2 separate regions of the Anser cygnoides genome follow, and region 1 is linked to region 2. Evidence: chromatin contacts called from public Hi-C data. All regions are on one chromosome and are shown on one strand. The core of a region is the stretch at or near the end of the contact, and the rest is flanking DNA. Distances in the headings are between cores, read along the strand shown.

The links. A called contact is a pair of places that touch in the nucleus more often than the background predicts.
Region 1: a contact with region 2 is called in a Hi-C map of liver, with 20 times the contacts expected there. The contact joins the enhancer-like site here to the promoter of SCP2 in region 2. A contact is called at or near these places in 3 of 7 Hi-C or Micro-C datasets (all in liver).

What each region holds. Positions count from the first base shown.
Region 1 is chr8:27,661,751-27,666,816 of Taihu_goose_T2T_genome, forward strand. It overlaps SLC1A7 (solute carrier family 1 member 7), which reads right to left. Exons shown (of 11, transcript XM_048061937.2): 4 at 1,627-1,669; 5 at 799-1,018. Among named protein-coding and RNA genes, the nearest start is that of SLC1A7, 28 kb to the right of the region's middle. Within about 2 kb of position 2,576, at least 3 of the 3 cell types and tissues checked have open chromatin away from gene starts, as enhancers often do. A contact at or near this core is called in liver, where this site is marked.
Region 2 is chr8:27,577,517-27,581,903 of Taihu_goose_T2T_genome, forward strand. SCP2 (sterol carrier protein 2) reads left to right here and starts at 1,481. Exons shown (of 16, transcript XM_048061938.2): 1 at 1,481-1,615; 2 at 2,989-3,043; 3 at 3,611-3,682. The coding sequence starts at 1,574. ECHDC2 (enoyl-CoA hydratase domain containing 2) reads right to left here and starts at 1,623. Exons shown (of 9, transcript XM_067001579.1): 1 at 1,531-1,623. The coding sequence starts at 1,608.

The DNA of each region.
Region 1 (5,066 bases), core at 1,326-3,825, 85 kb after region 2:
ATGCATATGGAATACCACATACTAGATAAACTGAAAAAGAGAGACAAATCTGCTAATTCCAGACTTGATTTTTGACCCCTTCTGCTGGTATGAACCGTAATACAATAAATGTAGGCAAAGATGTTTTATGGAACTACCTCTGCTGACCAAATTAACTTCCAAGAAGAAATTTAGATAAAGAAAATTTTATCAGCATTTTCTTGTAATAATCATCAGTACCTTACCTTTGTCATCATTAACTAAGCCACATTTCAGGGAGTGGTTAAATTCCCTCTTCCAAATCCACAAGTGTAATATAACACACATAGTAACATGGGACCAATGAGTTCCTCCAGCAAATGAAACTGAATAAATTAGCTAGATATAATCTCTTAGAGTCCACTGAGATAAACTACTGAAAGGTACATTGCTATAAGTATTGCATGATGAAAAAAAAATAAAATTAAGAAGTTCCAATCAAAGAGAGAATCCATGGGTTTAAAACTGATAAAACACTATTCATCTGTAACTCACTTACCCGTCTTATCTCTGAGACTTATAATCTGAATTGTGCTTCAACATAGGTGACGATTATGTTCTACGCTAATAATGTGATAAAATGCAATTAAGAATGGATAAGAACAGCAGACAGGGCAGATTCCAGGGCAAAAATCATTTACTGCTTGGTGGGGGGAACTTTAATGAAGGACCTGGTCTGGGAGCAGGTTATTCTTATTCCAGAAACAGAACAACCAACCCCTGTCTTTTTCTCTTAATGGATACTTGGATTATTGCAAGCCAAACATGTCTGAAACCTACCCATTGTTGCAGAGAATATCACAATCCCTAGCACATTCATGCCGTCACTAGTGCCTGGTTCTGATTTGTAAATCACTTCAGGTGGGGGAGTGATATCCAAGGCAAAATTCTGGACGTTGGATCCATTCTCATCCTGGACTCCATATATTATAATGCGACGAGTTGTGCTTTCAGATGATGCTTTGTTAGATTTAATGATGGGAATGCTCTTGGTGCGATACTGAAAGAAAACAAAGTATTTTTTTACTATAATATCCCAGCAGGAACTAATAGTTAAATGAGACCTCCAAAGTGCTTTGTTAAATAAGGTTGCATGTTAGAGGGACAAGCATGAAAAGAAAGACAGCTCCTATCCCTATGCTGCTAAAATCTGTAAGAAAAGTTGAATTTTTTGAATCTCAAAAGAGTTTGAGGCTTGTAAAATTGCTGTTTACATGGTATCTCAAAATAAAGCTTGGAGTGCTATGCTCTAACAAAAATGTAAACTCCTAAAGGTTTCTTTTGATAAACAAATGGCAAAAGAACACAGCCGTTGCCTGACCCATGCCACAGCTTCGCTCCAGGTGGGAGGCAAAGAGGTAAAAGAGGAGGCAAAAAGGTAAAGAGGTTCTCTTTCCCTTTCTGGACTATTCAAATAACTTTGACCTACTAGTTGTAGGCTGCTAAGGATAATGGAAAGATACTCATGAATTCCTAAATGCTCAAGGTACTAATAGTATATGACATAATACAGTGTCTGTATCTGGATTCTGCTTTACAAAGATACATCTACATCCTTCTATGATGTTGGCTCATCACTTCACTGGTAACAGAACTGTAACCACTTACCTGCTTGAATGTGGCCTCAACAAGGTTGGCTGGAAACATGTTCCTAGAAATGAACAAATAAAATCATTTCTATGGGACTGCAGGCAATTTCTGTTCCCTGGGTCTCAGGCCTAGCACAATACATTACTTATTTACCCTCCTAAAGAGCAAGGGCTGAATGGGTGGGGAAGGCTGCCACGCTCCCCCTCATGCCACACCGTTGTAACTAACTCAGCAAAGCACACCAGAGGGACGGGTCCTCAGAATGAAAGTTTGGGAACTCACTTTGAAATACCTGGAGTGAGACCCAGGAGCTCTAGTTTCACTTTCTGGCTCTGCCACTGTCTCCATCTCGTAACTGGGACAACGTAATTGCTGTCATTCCCTTCGCTGTCTGCTAACTGTGGAGACAAATATTTCTTTATTCTGTATTTTGTCTTGCTTATTTGGATAATGAGCTGTTCAAGGCAGAGGCAGAGTTTAGGGATGTATTCCTGTGATCCCTGGGTGCTGTAATCTGCTTTGGGACTTCTGATCACTGCTTTGAGATGACTCATGAACTACATACTACAGTATGTCCTGGTACACTTTTATCACCACAGTTAGAAGTGATGTAGACTTTGCAGAGGTTTGGTCAAGAACAGTTTGCTTTTCAAACAGAGGATCTGATCCCTGATTAAGAGAATTGGGACTACAGCTGTACAGTCTCTTTTAACATGGTCCTGAGGCTTCAGAATAAGAGATTGACGTGAGGCAAAGAGTTTCATCTTTGCTCACAGCCGAGCTACAATGGAAAACAATGAACATACACTGAGATTTGCAGTGAGATTAATAGATTTTTAATTCCAAAAGGGACTCTTGCTATTACCTTTTCTGACTTTCAGTGTATCTCAGACCATGACATTTCACCCAATAGTATCTGGAGCTAATTTGTAACTTGTGTTTGAGCTAGATTATTACCTTGTAGAAAGATATTCGATCCTAATTTGAAATGGAGAGCACACCCTCTACAGGCTTCAAAGAGGAATCATAGTGCAGTAGGGCAAAAAAGCTAAAAAGTCATATATTTCCAGGTAGTGTTTAGGAATCAAGATTTATCTGATCACTCGAATAGGACCTAACAGAACTGACTTATTTTCAGCACAAAGCTTCTGAAGCTAGAGGGAGAAGGCAGTGACACCCTATGGCCCAATTCTGTGCTTTCATATACAGAACCTTATGCAAAGAGAATAATTTCTGAATTATCCTGAATTCTCTAACCAAAGGACTTTTTATTGAAATTCCAACTCAAGCCTCAAGACAGGACATCATTTAAGCATATGTGAAAAGCCTGTTCTCATTGCAAGGAGGACTGCTGCATGCATACACGGGTAAATGCATGCCGCCCTGAGACATTTTGCAGATCTGCTGTCCTCTTGCAGCAGCAGCATTTGTGTGCTGCCAAGTGGAGTCATGGCAAGAGCATCCTATGCAGCACTGGCTTAGAAAGAATGATTTTATTGCTCTTTTAACTCATAACAATGTGACATTATGGTTGCATCTCAAATTATGACGTATAAGAGAGAGAATCTTTCAGTATCCTCAGACAGAGCAATTGCTACAAACAGATAATTAATTACCCTTTGCAGGGTCAAGCAGAAGGAGTTGTAGGGGAGCAGTACTGTCTGATGACTGAAGCAGAAGATTGAAAATGAGTTGTTTTGTTGGCCTGCTATGTGAGAGCAGACAAACCACATAAAGAAATAATTCGTCATTTTGGTAAGGCTGTTGCTCTAGGGCAAACTTTAGTGCTATACAGGCAGGCTATGAAGTTGATGCGCAGCACTTCAGTTACTCTTTTTTTAACTCTCCTGGCCCTTTCTCTCCTCGGTGAAGGGGAAACAGCTGAGAAGACCTATCCCTTGCAGCCTGATGGGCCACCTGGCATCACTGAGGGATCGCAGCACCCCCTGGCTGTGTTGTACACTGCCAATGTCTTCTTCCATTTCACCAGTCCTGCTTAAGAGCCCCAGGCATGATGATGCCTGTGCTCTATAGAGACCTGAGATCAGAAGGCAGCAGTCATGAAAGCAACTTGTCATAAGGCTTACTTTGCAAGGTTTAGTTAAATGAATGCAGTCCCTCTGTACACAGTCATTTAATTGCAGTGACTTGGTTTAAGCCACTCACTGTGCAGCAATGCGGTTAGCGATGAACAACGCTCCCTACACCATTGTAAGCAGTGCTGTGCTGCTGTGCTGCCATCGACCGAGTTATCTCTGCGAAGCTTCCATAAAAGCTGATCATTCCCTGGTTCAAGTGTCAAATCTGTAGCCAAATCAAGGCAGACAGCAGCCAGCTGTGCATCGCTTTCCTGTCAGATGCAGACACAACCTCCTGCCTGAGCCCCAGGAGCTTGGCTGTGGCTGGGGACTAAGGGAAGAACAGCTGGATGGAGCTGGACCTGGGAGAGACAGAGAGGATGTTTATAGGAGAGGGAAGCATGGAAGAGAAAAGTTCATTACTGCCTTATTATGCCTCGTAAGGGGATTCTGCTTCGACATCGTTAAAGGCTTCAGTAATATAAAATCACATTTGTTTTATGATTTGAGATGATCAGAAGAAAGGTTCTGTAGGAGTACGAAGTGTTAGTGTGATGATTGTGTTGTAACCTGCTGTGAGAATGTGAATTATGCTGAAAGCATAGAAAGAATCACACTGAGCAGTCCTGCTTAGATCTGACTGTGAATGTCACGTGTGAGACAAAGCTTTACAAAGAAATATGGCTTTAATTGCTGATGATTTCTGTTTTCTGTCCCAGTTTTATTGTCTTAATTAGAAGAATTAAGAACAAATTGAGACTGCTCGAGAAAGGGAATATCATATGGTTAGTAGCTAGATTAAATGTTAGACAAATTCGTGGAGGATTAAAGCATTTTGTTTCTTTATCATTCTTTATCCCGCAGGAATTACAACTACCCACTTAATACTGGATGCTGGAATTCTCCCAATATTTTTTAATATATTATGCACTGTGATCCGGTCTTTGAGACTAGCCTACCAAAGTTACACAATTTGTCTAGTGAAGGCTGACCTGAATGTGTTTGCCAGAACTTCGGCTTATTTTTTATTTTAAGCTGGTTTACTTGGATTGAAAAAATCCAGTATTAGCCAAAATTTAGTTTTGTTAATTAAAAACATTCAAGAGAGCAGTTCGTGGAAGAGAACTCTAATGGACCAAAAACAAATGATGAGAAGAAAGTATCAAACTGCTACAAAGAGCTGGGAGATGACTGGGAGCGTTTGTTCGGTTAGGTGTCTTCAGAAACAGTTGACGAATTCTGGCTTTAGGGGAACATTTTGCTGCATGCTGATATTTGCCTGCCTGTCTTCCAGGCATCCAACCTGCAATCAAATTGGCCTCTGCAGATCCTACTAGCTTCACTGCGATTCTGCACAAGGATGAAGATCTGCCCACATGG
Region 2 (4,387 bases), core at 231-2,730:
TCCAACATGAACCCTTGCTGTTCCTTAAACCCTCCTGCCTGACATGGAACAAGCCAGACTCTCGCTGGAAAGTATCAACCTTGAGCAGAGCGCCAAAGCTCTGCTATGGTCTGACAATGAGTATGATTTTGTTGTAATTACTCAAGTGATGATATTAACTTGAATCTGAGTTAGCTGCCTTAAATAATGGCAGTATGTGTCTGCTCCCCTTCTGAAGCTACTGCAATATGGACATACGACAATCTGCCTCTTCCAAATGCAGTCTCTGCTGACTTTCAGCAAGAGATTAAGCCTTTGTTTTCGATTTCCCACAATTATTCTTATCACATTTAGTTACCAATCATGATCCCAAACACATTTACAGGCCAGGGCCATACTCACTTCATTTACAAATACTTTTCCCAATGAATTTCTCGCATGGGGTCGGTTCATTAGGATTTCAGCAATACCTTAGTAATAGGAGACAATTTCAGTTATACTTCATTTAATATGCTGACACAGTAATTCAGCTGGGAACTATATCTGCAAATGCTGCATCTTCTCTTCCCTGAAAACGCATGTAAGTATATTCTAATGCCATCCATTATTTTAAAAGTGGAGGTGCCGCAAAATCCAGGAAAATTAGTGACAAGAAACTGCCTATGAAATCCAGTGTTGCAAGACAACAAGATTTGATAGCATTACAGATAATACAAATAAGCAGGTGTTTAAAAAATGAACATGACATCCAAGAATGTCTTAGAAACACTGCAGGAATGGAAAAAAAAAAAAACAATTAGGTTTCTGGTTTAAGTACTACTTATCTCGGGTTTTAATTTACAGTCTTACTGTGTTCAATTTTCTCCTTAGTGAAAAAAAAAAAAAACACCTTTAATTGCTGTTTGCATGTGGGCACCACAAACTCCCAGTTCATGCTCCAGAACTGCTTAGGAATTACAGCCCCATTTCGTTTACGGCTAACGAGCCCCTCAGGGGGCAGGACTTTACCCAAAGTTGCCAGGTCCGGGCGGCAGCACGCGACCACATCTACCTCTGCCCCCTGCACCTGTGCTCTGTAAACTGGGATCTGGGCGCTCCGGGGCGGGTTTCCAGGGCTGCGACCATTTTGTGAAGGCGGCCGCCTCCTTCCTCACCCACGGGCGCTGCCGCCCGCCGGCTCCGCGGGCCACGGCCACCCCTCGGGGCATGGGGGTACCTCGGAGGGGACCCCCCTGCCGGACGGGCGGCGGCCCCCGGCCCAGCCCCGCTTCCCCCCGCACTCACCGCCGCCCTCCCCGCCGACCAGCACCTCCGCGCCCCGCCGCGGGGCGGCCGCGGGGGACCCTCCGCGGGCCCAGCGCAGCAGCAGCCGCCCCCCAGCCCGCCCCGGCCCCAGCCGTAACATGGCGCCACTCGGCCCCGGCCGGAGGCGGGGACGGGGACGGGGCAGTGAGGGGACGAGCCCTCGGCGCTGCGCCGTCAGGAGGAAGGGGTGGGAAGGGGGCGGTGGCGGTGTCACGCTTCTTCGCTCGGTTCAGCTGCTGCCGCTACCTGGGGCTCTGTGAGGGAAGCCGGGGCCCGTCCTGCCGCCAGGATGCAGCGCCGGGTGTTTGTGGTCGGCGTTGGCATGACCAAGGTACGGCGCTGCCCGACCGGTTCCGGCCCCAGCACCGGCACCGCACCGCGGGGCCTGGCTCGGCGGCGGCTCCCCCCTGCCTCAGGCTCCCTCCCGGAGCGTGTCTGAGGGGAGGCCGGAGCTGGTGCCCCTGGCGCCCTTCAAAGCCGAGCAGCTGCTTGAGGGGCTTTCCTAAAACCTAGCTCGGCGGGTGGAGCTGGACCGCTGGTACTTGCCGCGGTAGTCAGCAAAATTGACAGCCTTGAAACCTGTGTTTTGTTGCTGTGCGGGTAGGAATGGTAGCGTGGAAGAGGAGGGTAAAGCTTGTCAGATTACATTACATCTGAAGCGTTTTATTATGAAGGCTTTTAGGATTGTAGCCTTTCTCTAGTGTTAAACCTAAGAGTGATGTGCTAAAACGATCATACCTCACAGAACAAAGTGGTGCTGCGTATGCAGCTGTCAGGCACCCAGGCCGTGCCCTTTGTTTTTGGAAATGGGTCACAGCAGTTAGGGGCATTGAGAGGTTGTCAGTGCTCTTTTTTACCTCTTCGTTAGCTCCAGTAACATCATTAAAAAGGTCGTGTACAGACTTTTCGAGTCACAGACTGACATTTCTCATGACCTTCGGCATGAAGGTTCTCTGCCTGAGTTAAGGAAAGGCGGCACAGCAGAAAGTATGGCTAAGTGTTGGCAGAGGCTGGGGAGGTAAGAGTTAAGGAGACAGCGTATTTTTATATGATGACTGAACATCAAATAATTCGTAGAGCTGTAAGTAGAGAGATGATTTTTTTTGAGCAGTGACACTTTTGTAAATGACATAAAAAAGAAAACAAATGTGTTGGTGGACTCCAGCCGTGAGGGGCAAAGTCCAATGTTCGAATTCATAGCAAAGTGGAGTAAGGCTTGGAAGGGAGGTTTATGAGGAATTAAGTTCAGTGTAAAGAATAAGTATTGTGAATAGGAGTAGAGCAAAATAAAGTAGAATGGAAGTATTTATCAATGCTTTTGAGAAGATAAAGTCATGGGTTGTAATGCTTCAGTGAAGATGGCAGTTGTCCTCTGTCCCATCCGCAGGCTTCGGCCAGCATTATTGTCCATTGACATAAAGCCTGAATCTTCTTTAAGACTGAGCAAAAATTGTCTTCTGCTTCCATAAACTTGGACTATGATATATTTTTTTAAGTCACGGCAGGGTCTTGGCAGTCACACCTGGGGATTGTGCAGATTTTGTGGATGCACTTTTGGGTCACTTAAATTGTTTGCATTTTTTTTAATCTGTTCACAAACCTATTCCTGAGTTACCTATATAGCTTTTAAACATACCAACATGAGTAAAGGATGCGTTAAATTTCATTGATTTGTTCTGTTTTTTTTTTTTTTTTTCTTGTCAGTTTGCAAAGCCTAGTGAGACGAGCCTTGATTACCCTGACCTGGCTAAGGAGGCAGGTAATTTAATAATAAAATTAAAAAAACACAACACATTTAGTTTGACTGCTGGCACATATTTTAAATCTTAAAGTTAATCTTATTATTACACATATGAAGGAACAACTGTTTAGTAAGTAGATACATATAAAAAGCAAATCTAAAACTGGTAAGAAGGAACACTCACAAAATCTGTAACTGACCTCTTAAAATCACTGTCTTCCAGTACTAAAGTTAAAAGGATAGCTTAGGATTGAATTGGACGCTTAGATCATTTCATATGTCTGCACTACTGAAACGTATTTTCGTTGGGACCAGATAAATACGGAATGGATTAGATAGCATTTTCTGGTAAAGGAGCTTGCTTGGAACTCAAAATACTGCAAGACTGTCCTAAAGAGAGTTAAGATGCAGGACTTTTTTAACCATTCACATGATACAGTAAGGCATTTTTAAACCTCTGTTTTTTATGTAGATGCATGAATTGTGCATACTAGTCATAACAAGCAAGCCTAGTTTTTGGTAGCTGCTTTTTTTTTTTTTAACTTTTTTTTTTTCATTCCCTTCCCAACTTCTAAACTTTTTTAGGCCAGAGGGCTTTAGCTGATGCTGGGATTCCCTATTCAGCAGTGAAGCAGGCATGTGTGGGTTATGTTTATGGTGAGTAACATCTTTTGGTTGGGATATGGCCTCTGTAAGACTTACAGACGTATGGATAAATGTTATCTACATCTGTGTGGATGAAGCATGGGGGATCCCATCACTTTCAGATAATAATATTTAATCACATGTCAATTTGTAGAACTGTCCGAAACATGAGTTGTGTTTTTTTTCTAAATTATCATTATTTTTAATAAGCATAGATCTATGTCTGTTTATTTGTGGAATTTACAGTCCTAGTTGCTGGTCATAAGAATTCCAAAAAACTGTCTTGCAAATATGTTTTATACAAGTAGCTCTATCCGCAAGGTCTGGTGGTATATTTATTCAACTGATGAAAAATTACTTATTGTACTGTTCATGGCAATAGACTTGAAAACTGTAATATAATTTTAATTCTTATTTGAGCATTGAGTCTGTACACTAGAGTGGGTATGTTTGTTTATCCAGTGCTCTTGAGTTTGAGTTATTTTGGGGATCATTGTACTTTCAGCCCAAGAGCATAGAAGACGATGGGGCTTAACTCTAAGTGATATAGCTAAGTTCTGCTCTGTGAGATTCATAACTGTTTTAATCCCAGGGATACATTAAAAACATAACCATGAGTTAATGTATCATGTTAGCCTGTTGAGAGTATTACATTAGTATGGCTACAAATTAATGCTTCAAAGCTGATGTAGACAAAAGTGGGGTGTCCACATACCT